Regions from separate parts of the Cricetulus griseus genome. Here region 1 is linked to region 2. A link is a contact called in public Hi-C data. All regions are on one chromosome and are shown on one strand. Each heading gives the region's core, a stretch centred on a gene start, on an enhancer-like site or on the middle of the called end of the contact. The rest is flanking DNA. Distances are from core to core; before and after follow the strand shown. Region 1 has its middle 41 kb from the start of Ctps1. Region 2 holds the start of LOC113833819 (cbp/p300-interacting transactivator 4).

Evidence for each region. A called contact is a pair of places that touch in the nucleus more often than the background predicts.
Region 1: a contact with region 2 is called in a Hi-C map of liver, with 2.3 times the contacts expected there. The contact joins the enhancer-like site here to the promoter of LOC113833819 in region 2. A contact is called at or near these places in 2 of 8 Hi-C or Micro-C datasets (fibroblasts and liver).

Annotation. Positions count from the first base shown.
Region 1 is chr2:31,534,028-31,539,682 of CriGri-PICRH-1.0, reverse strand. No RefSeq gene overlaps it. Among named protein-coding and RNA genes, the nearest start is that of Ctps1, 41 kb to the left of the region's middle. Within about 2 kb of position 3,597, at least 3 of the 6 cell types and tissues checked have open chromatin away from gene starts, as enhancers often do. A contact at or near this core is called in fibroblasts, where this site is marked.
Region 2 is chr2:31,483,968-31,489,691 of CriGri-PICRH-1.0, reverse strand. It overlaps LOC113833819 (cbp/p300-interacting transactivator 4), which reads left to right and starts at 2,907. Exons shown (of 1, transcript XM_035439232.1): 1 at 2,907-3,446. The coding sequence starts at 2,907. The coding sequence ends at 3,446.

The DNA.
Region 1 (5,655 bases), core at 2,348-4,847, 49 kb before region 2:
AAGCCTCCTTAGGGCTGGGGAGATGGCTCAGTCGGTAAGGCTTTTTTGCTGCACAAACATGAAGACCCGAGTTCAGTCCCCAGTACCCATGCAAAAAGCCAGGAATGGGAGCACACACTTGCAAACCAGCACTGCAGAGGCAGACAAGAGGATCCATGGGGCTCTCTGGACAGCCAACCTGGCCTAACACATAACTTCCAGGTTAGCGGAAATCCTATCTCCAAGACAAGATGGAGAGCTGGGGAGCTCGCTGTAAAGCCAGGAATGTAGCCCACATGTAGTCCAGTGCTCCTGTGGTGTGAAGGGAAGTGGAGTCAGGAGAATTCCTAGAAACTCACTGATCAGTTAATATCAGCAAATGACAAACCATTTCAAGAGAGCTGGAAGGCAAGGACCCAAGGCTGACTTATGTAGTATAGCAAGCCTGCATTAGTATATATGTATATCCCTCACATAGTCCTCAAATATAATTTTTAAAACCAAGATAGACAGCACCAAAGAAATGATGCTTGAGGTTGATGTCTGGCATATATCAATACCATGTTACCTCATGAGAATGCATGCATAGACACACACATACCATGTTACCTCATGAGAATGCATGCATAGACACACACATACCATGTTACCTCATGAAAATCCATGCATAGACACACACATATCATGTTACCTCATGAGTATGCAAGCATAGACACACACATACCATGTTACCTCATGAGTATGCATGCATAGACACACACACACCATGTTACCTCATGAGAATGCATGCATAGACACACACATACCATGTTACCTCATGAGAATGCATGCATAGACACACGCATACCATGTTACCTCATGAGAATGCATGCATAGACACACACATACCATGTTACCTCATGAGTATGCAAGCATAGACACACACACACCATGTTACCTCATGAGAATGCATGCATAGACACACACATACCATGTTACCTCATGAGAATGCATGCATAGACACACACATACCATGTTACCTCATGAGTATGCATGCATAGACACACACATACCATGTTACCTCATGAGAATGCATGCATAGACACACACATACCATGTTACCTCATGAGAATGCATGCACACACACACACACACACACACACACACACACCTACATGAGTCAAATGTCACTCTTTCAGAGGACTACTTCAAGCAGAATCTTCTTATCACTGTCCAATCTAGCTAGACTCTTTCATCATTTCCTAAATTGATCTGTTGTCAAATTATAAGCTGATACATTTGCTGTCTGTATTTTCCAGAGGAAGACAAAGGACTTGGACTCATATCATTTTTATGCCCTGAAGACAATGACCAGGAAATATTTGTTTCTTTTTGCTTGGATAGATGAGTCTCCTGAGATATCACACTGTCTGGACCACTGTGACTTCTGTCAACTTATTTGACTACCTGCCAGGACCCATGAAAGGTAGTGTAGGAACACACTGTGGCCTCTATCTCCTTTGTACTAAAACTGGTCTCCACTTGAATCTCTTCATCAAAAGAAAAAAAAGGTTGCTAACCCATCCCCCATCCCAGTCCTTTTTGATGTAACTCAGGTGATGTCTTCCCACCACACACAACCCAAAGTCTCAGTTCAACCTATAATTACCTTGCCTACTTTGACATCCTTTATATAGTATGATCTGGCTCTGTGTGTTATTTTTACCTCTCTTCAACGATTAACCCCATCTGTAACCTCAGGCTCAGCATGTCCCAGATGGAAGACTACACCCCCTGTGTGAAGCAGCTGCTACCAGACATCCTAGGTAGCTCTGACTATGGTGTGCGGACACGGGGTGCACCCCCATCACTACTCCGTTCTCATTCCTGCACACTCCAGTCGTCACTTCCCCCTGTTACTTCTTTGACTTCCCAGTTGCTTCTCCTTTCCCATAGTGGAGTACAGACCCCAGTCCTCACCATGCCCCTCCCCGTCTGCCTTCCTGCAAAATCACCTCCTGTCCTGCTCTCTCTCCCCACTTCTCCACATTCTCATCATGGAGCCCACAATCTCTGCTGGTGCTGTTCCTGCTGTAGGGAATGCCTTTGTATACCCCTTGACCAGGCCACAGTCACTCATTCCCATCTTGACCACTGTATCCTCTGAGAACCATTCTTTGAACCCCTGGCCAAACCTAGCTCACTGCTTTATGCTCCCATGGTACAATGCACTGAGACAAGGTCTCCCAATGTACCCCAGGCTAGCCTTGAGTTCCCACTCCTCCTGCCTTGACTTTTGGAGGGCTCAGACAGGCTTGTGTCACCACATCCAACCCTGGCTTTCTCCCTTTGACACTTGTCGGAAACACAGTGAACTAATTATTTTTAAACTTGTCAACTCTATGGCCATCTTCCCCATTGTCAGGCAAAGCCGTCTACTACAGCCATAGCATCTAACTTAGTACCGGTGAGGTGCTGCTCCTCAGACATACTTCACCGTTCACTGCTGTATGGACAAGGAGACAGGGAGAGTAGCCTGCCAAGGGATGTACTAAGTGACAGAGTCCTCTATCTGGTCCTTGCTTTTTCTCACTGCCCTTGCTGCTTTCCTCTTGTTCTCTGCTTCCTGTTAATGTCCTTGTCTCTCAGCACTGGACCATAACAGGGGCTCAGGATGGGCTCTCTCCTTGTGTTTTGTAGTCAGTGCATTCTAAGAACCTGATGCTGACTGAAGACACAGCTCAGAGGTTAGGAGCACTGACTGCTCTTCCAGAGGACCTGGGTTCATTTTCCAGAACCCACATGGCAGCTCACATCTGTCTGTATCTCCAGTTTCAGGGGACCTGACACCATGGCAAGAACATCAATGTCCACAAAAATAAAAGAACCTGATTCTGTAGAGTGGGAAAACACTTGGGTCCCACCCTCCATTACCAAAATTTCTCTCAAAAGACTTGAGGAAAAAAAAACTATATTTTCCACCCAAGGGTAAAGAAAAGATCCTTAGGGAAAGTGCTCTTTGATGTAGACCAGGAACAGAAGGAGCTGAAGTGGGTGAGAAGAGGGATTGGGGAAGCAGGATGCTCATGGTTCGGGAATGACTGGGGATGTGAGTACGACTGTCCAGCCAGTGCTCCCCCTTATAATCCCAGCACTAGAGAGATAGAGACAGACAGATCCCTGGGGCTTGCAGGCTGGCCAGCCTAGCATGCATGGCAAGCTCCAGGCCAGTGAGAGACCCTGCTTTAAAAAAAGAAGAAGAAGAAGAAGAAGAAGAAGAAGAAGAAGAAGAAGAAGAAGAAGAAGAAGAAGAAGAAGAAGAAGAAGAAGAAGAAGAAGAAAAATAAATAAATAATATGGAGCAGGGGAGTGGGGGAGTTTGACACCAAAGATCAAAGGTCAACCTCGGGCCTCTATACTGACTCACACATGCATGCACCTGCATACATATGAACACACACAGTGTCTATTTAAGTAACTCAAAATTATCAGGCATTGTTCTAGGAGCTGGTTCTGGCAACAAGCAATGAAGATGGTAGTGAAGACCCCCCCTGTTTCCATGACAACATCACAGTATCTAGGTATTCTTCAAACAAGAAAAGTAGCAGCAGTGACTCATGCATATAGTTCAAACAGGATTGTATGTCAAGGAATGACTCATGGTCAGTGGGCAGCTCTTGGTCAACAGTCAGGGACATCTCTGCCAGCTACTTAAAGGAAATGTCCTGGCAGAAGCAACGGTTATTCAAAGGTCTGGAGATGACAGCAAAGTAGGAATAGAAGGAATCCCTGTGTGAAGACAGCAGGCAGGGGCCACGTCACAGAGACTTCCTGAGCAATGGGTGCAACTGGGAGGGTTTCCAGAGAAACAATGTGATCTGGCATTCATTAGGACTCAATTTCCAGGGTAGTTTTATATTTGTAGAAAAATTTAATGTGAAGTACAGAGTTCTTGCTCAGACCTAATCACCCACTCCCACACATACTCACATTTGTTCACTATCTAGCTGTCTGTCTCTCACTATTTCTGTCTCTTACACACACACACACACACACACACACACACACACACACACACACATTTCAATATCTCGCATTGACATTCCCCATCACTCCCAACATGATCTAACATACCATTATTGACTGAACTCCACAGTTTGCACCTTGGTCTACTCTTTATGCTGTACATGGGTTCTAATGGTGTAGGACATAGGTTCCCAGCCACAGTGTAAGACAAGAAGTTTCACTGCCCTCCACCCCTCCTCTGCTCTCTCTCTATAACTTCCCCTTTAGATCCTGGCAACTGCTGACTCTTCAGCTGGCTTCATCATTTTTTTGCTTTTTCCAGAACAACCAATGAATGGAATCACAGAGGCATTATGGTGGTTTGAGTGAAAAACATCCCACACAGAGTCAGGCATTTGAACACTTGGTCCGTGGTTGGAGGTGCAGCCTGGCTGGAGGAAGCACAGCACCGAGAGTTTAGAGCTGATGCCTTGCTCTTCTGGTTTGTGTTGGCTCTCTCCCTCTCTCTCTCTCTCTCTCTCTCTCTCTCTCTCTCTCTCTCTCATATATATATATATATATATATATATATATATATATATATATATGAAGTGAAAAATGTGACCTGCTAGCTCCTCCTGCCACCATGCCAGTCCTTTGTTCCTTTGTTACCATGCTTCCCTACCATGGTGGATTCTTACCCATCTGGGACCATAAGGCAATATAAATGCTCTCTTTCTTCAGTTTCTCTGGTCATGGTGTTTGATCCCAGCAACAGAAAGTGACAGATACAGGTCATCTTTTCAGATTTTCTCCTGTCCCCTGTTCTGAATTTGTTTTTAAGGTTATAGTATCTGTTCTGGGGATAGCAAGAGAAGGAGGCAGAGATAACGGCAGGGCTGGTGAGGAGTGGCGCAGCCTCCAGGGGCTCAATGCGCTTGGCCAGTCTAGTGGGAGAAATTGGGAACACAGGCTGAGCTTCTGGGAGCTGCTGGCAGACAGATTGCAGAGAGATCATGATAGAGTAGGGGTCAGTGTGACATGGGGTTAAGCCAGGCCTGGATAGAATAGCATATTAAAGTCGTCCTAGATATTTCTGCAAGGTTTACTTTGTTTTTGGTTTGTGTTTGTTTATTTTGAAACAGAGAATCACTGTGTAGCCCTGGCTGGCCTGGAATTCACTATGTAGATCAGGTTAGCTTTGAACTCATAGAGATCTACCTGTTTTTGCCTCCCAAGTGCTGGAACTAAAGGTATGCATCATGTCCAGCTCAGTTGTAGTGGTGGTGTCATGTGTGTGCACATGTATGTGTGTGTGTTGTGTTTTCTTGTTTGTGTGAGACAGGATCTCATATAACCCAAGCTATCTTTGGAACTCAAAAGCCATAGTTAACTTTCAGTACCTGATCCTTCAGCCTCTACCTTTAGAGTGCTGAGATCACAGATGTGCACCACCACATTCAGCTGTGGTTTTTAATTCACTTAAATACTCTCGATTTCCTCATTGAATTGAAGCCACAGTTCCAGAGAGGTTGCTGGCATGCCCAGGATCACACAGCCAAACTTCTTGGATGGCAGGCCTCCAGGCCCTTTCCCCAGGAGCCATCATCAGCCTCCTGCTCCCTGCCCTCTAATGCCTTGTTAAGTATTTTCTCCTCTTGGTGGTCATTTTGCTGTACAATCAATAAACCA
Region 2 (5,724 bases), core at 1,658-4,157:
CCCCTGAACCTGGAGTTTGCAGATTAGCCTAGCCTGGCTGACCGGCAAGCTCTAAGGTCCTCCTCTCCCCACTTCCAATGCACCACACTTACAAGCACATGACACTACTCTCTGCTTTTTATGTGGGTCCTGGGAGTCCAAACTCAAGCCTCCAAGTTTGCATAGCAAACACTTTACGGCTAGAACCTCCCCAGTTACCCTGATGAGTTGTTATCCCCCAACCCCCCATCACTTAGTGCACCAAATATTTGTGCAGTTATATTGTGTCCACAATGTCTGCAGTTTCCATTAGATTCTCAGAAATTTTCATGACCTTGAAAGTTTGAGAGTCACAAATTGATTAATGTCCGATGTAGGGTAAACAGTTGATATTTATTTACCAAATTGAGAACTTTAAAGATTTACTTGAAGTGTGTGTGTGTGTGTGTGTGTGTGTGTGTGTGTGTGTGTTATGTACATGGGTACCCACAAAAGAGAAAAGAGGGTGTTGGATCATCTGGAGCTAGAATTAGTTGTGAGCTACCCAATGTGGACAGTGGGACTCGAACTCAGGTTGTTTGGAAGAACTGCAAGCTCTCCTAAGTGCTGAGCCATTTCTGGAGCCCCAGATTAAAGAACTCTTTAAAGCACTATTCACACACACTTATTTTTTTTTTTAAGAGGGGAATCTGTCTTGTGATGCAAACACTAGTCTCCTTAGACCAACTATGTCAGGATGATTTTTTTTAAAACATCGTCTCATGATTCAAAAACACCCACAGTCCAAGCACGAGGCAGACAGAAGCACAAGAGCAGCGTCAAGGCCCTGGGCTGTTGTTGGGTCCTAACAATCCTGCTTGCTGCTGGCAAATATGCTGCCCTGGGTTCCATAGCAAGGTCCTGTCTAAAATACATAAATAACAAACAAATAAATGCTCAGTGTCTGAGTCATAAGGCTAGGGCCCACTCTAACCATGCACACCTCCAGATGAGCCAGAGATCCAGCCAACATTAGGAATCTCTGTGGAGCTTTATTCAGAGGGAAAAGATAGCCCAGGGCTTTCACTACACCAGGCTGGGGGAGGGAGAAGATTTGTGACCCTCCCACATGCTCTTGGGCACCCAAGCAGGAACCACCAACTTTCTTTCACAGCAGAAAGCTGAGGCCCTATGAAATCCAGTGTCATCCCCCACCCCCACCCATCAGCCAAGGGTCACACGCCTGAAGGTGGCAGAGCTATGATTAGAACTTGGGCCCCTCTGAACTCCCTAGCTAAGCTTCTCCCCTCTACACTATCTAACCAGCTAGATAAGCCAAAGTTCCAGGAAGTCCAGAGGCTGCTGCAGGGGGAGGGGAGCCAGGAGAGGGAAAACCAGCATGTGGAATTCAAGGTTCAAGGAACCGGTCTCCTGGCCTGCCTGTGGAGTTTGAAGTGTATATACACTCTTTTTTTTTTTTTTTTGGCATAGGACCCCTGCACAGCCACTTTGGCTTTGGTTGCCTTAGTCTCCTTATCTGCAAAATAGGGCTAAAAATTCATACCCTACTTCCAGGAAGAAGCTTGTAGAATGTAAAGCCCTCTAAAAGTCCAAGTTAGGATTACTGTTATCCAAAGAAGGTGTGAAAATCTCCCACTGGAAGATCATTAGAGCTGGGACAGTGGTGGCGCAGGCCTTTAATCCCAGCACTTGGAGGCAGAGGCAAGAGAATCTCTGTGAGTTCGAGACTAGCCTGGTCTGCAAGAGCTAGTTCCAAAACAGCCTCCAAAGCCACAGAGAAACCCTGTCTCGAAAAACCGGAAGAAAAAAAAAAAAGATCATTAGAACCAACCCCATATCAAGCCTTTCACTCAGTTGAGGAATATTTGCATATGTATGTTGCAGGCACTTATGGAAGGTTCTGTACCACTCGTACGCGCATACACACACATCCTCGGCTAACCCTCACCGTAAGCGCGTGTGGTCTCTGCTGCTCTTGCCAGCATCCTAGAGAGGAAGAAGCCGCAGAGTGGTGAATGGGCTGCAATTCACGCCATCATTCGCTCATTCATTCCACTTTTACAGAAAGCCAGCCTGGACCAGGCTGTGGGCCAAGTGCTGAGAGTAAGAAGATGAACAAGTCCTTCAGGAGACGTGCCCATAAATTACTTTAATAACAACTCAGGACATGCTTCAACAGACAGTGCACAATGAGAGCCAGGGAAGGAGCAGCTGGCTCCCTGGGGATTGTGGGGACAGAGAGCTGACCTCTCCAAACGACCCTGCTTTGCTGAAGTGCAATACAAAGGCCTGGGTTTGAACCCTGTGTGTTTCCAGGAAATCTTCAGTGTCTGAGCCTTGGTCTGGAAAATTAACTTGAATGGCCCCCAGATCCTGCAGCTCTTGGAACTGGTCTTCCTACTTCATCTTCTGGCAAATTCAAGCTATCCTCCACAACCCCCACTAGCCAGAACTTGGAAGGCCTGACCAGCACCAGAGAAAAGTTAACCACTCTGTCCCTCCCATCAAAACACGGGCAACCTGGGACGCCGCTGGGAGCCCAAAGGGAGGGGCTCTGGTAGGGGCGGGGCCGAGGCCTTGTTGGAGGGACGCGTGCCCCGCCCAGAAGGGATTAATTCAGCCAATGACATACAGGGGGCGTGGTTATCCCACCTCTAGGTATAAGAAGTCTCCGGGTTCGGTGGCACCGAGCGCACCTCTGCTGAGCTCGACTCTAGGGTGTCTGGTTCTCTTGCGGCCTGCAGCCGCGGCCGTGGGACAGTGGAGGGGAGAGGAGATCCGGAAGACCCAGGTGAGACAGTGGACGAATCCGATTCGGTCTTCCTTCGCCTGGCTGAGTTGCTGGGACGACACGGTGTCCCGGTCTCCTGCCCAAGAGGAGCCGCTGGTCGGGACCCAGGGCGTGCGCTGACCGTCCGCGGGCTGCCATGGCCGACCACCTGATGCTCGCCGAGGGCTACTGCCTGCTGCAGGTGCCGCCGCACGCCCACGGCCCGCACGCGCCTCGGACTCTCCAGCCATACGCAAGCCCCGGCCTGGACAGCGGTCTGCGATCGCGGGGGGCTCCGCTGGGACCACCGCCGCCACCCGGGACCCTGGCATACGGCTCCTTCGGATCGTCGGCCTCATTCCAGCCCTTCCCCGTCGCGCAGCCACCGGGTGCCGGTAGCGCGCACCTGCAGCCCGCCTCCACGCCATCCCCGGGCCGCATTCCCGCGCCCCCGGGAACCGCCGGAGGCCCCTCACCTCTGCAGGCCGCGCCCGGAGCCGCGTCCCCGCTGCCGCCGCCGCCCTCCCTGGGCTGCATGGACGCAGAGCTCATAGACGAGGAGGCGCTGAAGTCGCTGGAGCTCGAACTCGGGCTGCACCGCGTGCGCGAGCTGCCCGAGCTCTTCCTGGGCCAGAGCGAGTTTGACTGCTTCTCGGACCTGGGGTCGGCGCCACCCGCCGGCTCAGTGAGCTGCTGATCACGACCGCCGAGAGACGTGGGACTGACTCTGCGAGCTGTGGCCCGGCCCACACGCACCCTCCGTGAGGGTGGAGGCGCCGTGTTTACTCGCCCAGACGGCTCCGACCGAGGGCGCCCGCCTTGCCTCCAGGCCCTACGTCCTGCCAGATGACAGTTGGGTCTTGCTTCTCTCTCACCCAAGTCTCAGAAGTCAAAAGGAGGGGGACTGAACCAGCCTTTTGATTCCACGTTCTTGAAGGCCGTGCCCTCTTTCCCTGCCCTTCACCCCCAATCTGAGCCATTGCAGGCCTCTGCCTGACCTTCTCATGCTGCCCACTAACCGGATTGGATCTCCGGAGCTATCTCCCTGAACCCCCACCTTCCCTGGGCCTTTGGCCTCGGGGAGAGAAGGTTTTTTATACCTGACCCCCTGCACAGTGGACCAGTAGTCTCCAAAACCAAAATAAAACTGGGTTGCTTTACAGTTTTGAGTTTCCATTTCCTTTTCATCCCTACTCTCAAGTAAGCGTAACTTGCAAAAAAGTCCAAGGCTGTTAGAGGCCCAAAATGGGATGGAGGCCATGAACCCCAGCAGCCCAAAGGACAGGAAAGCTGATAGTTTCTTTAGAAAATGTCTCTAGAGTTGTGAGATTGTCATATCATAACCTGAGAGGCCCAGGCTGCTGCCAGGCCAGTTGACAGCTTAACCCATTGGACTTCTCTGCAGCTACTCCTCCAGGAACTGGAGGGGAGGGCACCTGAAGATCCAGACAGCCCTAGCTCTGGACAGAGACCCTCTCACTTGTCCACAACACTGTCCCTTCCAGTTTCCTTAGAGGGGTTGGGTTGTCTTGTTTTTCTTGGTTGTGATACCATGGTGGGCGGGAGGGGGGCGACAGGGATTGAACCAGAGACTCACACATACTTCTTCCACGTGACAAGTATAGCAGTCACACTATTAGTCAGCTCAGTAACCGTAGAGATGGTTTTTCTGAAAATCGGCACACAAGGTGGGGGGCAGACCTGAAAACAGATCATTCTTGGGACATGGAAGAGAGCTGTCCCGAAAACAGATGGAAGAGGTTCAGCTGGTTGGGGTGGAGGTTGTTTCAGTTTCCGGGAGGCTGTGGCATTTGATGTGATGAACACTGTGGAATGACAAATGGTTTAAGGAACAGGACAAGACCTTGATTAAAGGGAGGGCCACATACTCATTCGTGGAATCTATGGGAAAAGCAAGGAGCATCTAGAACAGACAGGGAAGAGCTAATGATTTCCTGACAACTTTATGTGACCAGCTCACGCCTCATTCCACAGGGGAGGGGTGTGGTGCCAGCCCAAGCCTGGCAAGATTTGGCCTTCCCATCCAGATCTCCAGTGCACCCTCTGCTGTTGACTCTGTAAAGGAGGAGAATGAGGCTGAAGGCCAGGAGGAAGAGGCCTGGTCAGGCATGCAGCCCATAGTGCTTGGGCCAGACAGTTAGGGCATCCTCTAGGAGACAGTAAAGACAGCAGCTACTGAGCCCTTCTGCCTCCAAGTGGTTGGCCTTTAATCTAGTGCCAAGTGCTTGTGCACGTGACTTCAGCAGCTGTGAGTTATCTCAGGGTATTCTGTGTGGGCACCAGCTCTGAAGCCAGCAACATGAGCAAAGAGTGGGTAACAGGAAGTGTTTGGCAGATGAATAAAGGTCTACTCTTAGATCCCAGGGCCTTCTGGGACAGGTGGAAAGAAAAAAGAAGAGATTCTTCTGGCCAGGGACTGGCCTGACCTTTGTGCTCAGGGTGGTTTGTGTTTGTTCTAGCATTGCCTGGAGCCCTGGACTAAGACAGACATCAAGGAATCCAGTTGGGACAGGAAGGTCTGACCCTGGGCTGGACACTTCCTTGATTGCCTTTTCTCTAGGCCTCGGTTTTTCCACCAGTAAAAAGAAGCTAAAAAATCTTACCCTGCTACTTCACAAGGCAATAACCCTCTCTGTAAGTGAGGAACAGTTCAGGAATGAGTTAATAAGCAGTTGGTAAACTCTTGGTGCCTCCCAAGTAGAAGAGAATACAACGAACCATATCAAGCCGTATGTGGTGGTTCACATCTGTAATCCAGCACTGAGAATACTGTGTCTGAAGTCAGCCTGAGCTAGAGTGAGTGCTAGGCTAGCTTGGGCTACCTAGTAAGATCCCTGTCTCAAAAGGGCAAACTCAGGGGGTGGGGGAGTACTAGATATAGTTTTATGGTAGAGTACTTGTCTAGCATGTATGAAGTCCTGGGTTTAATTCCCAGGACCAAAACCAAAACAAAC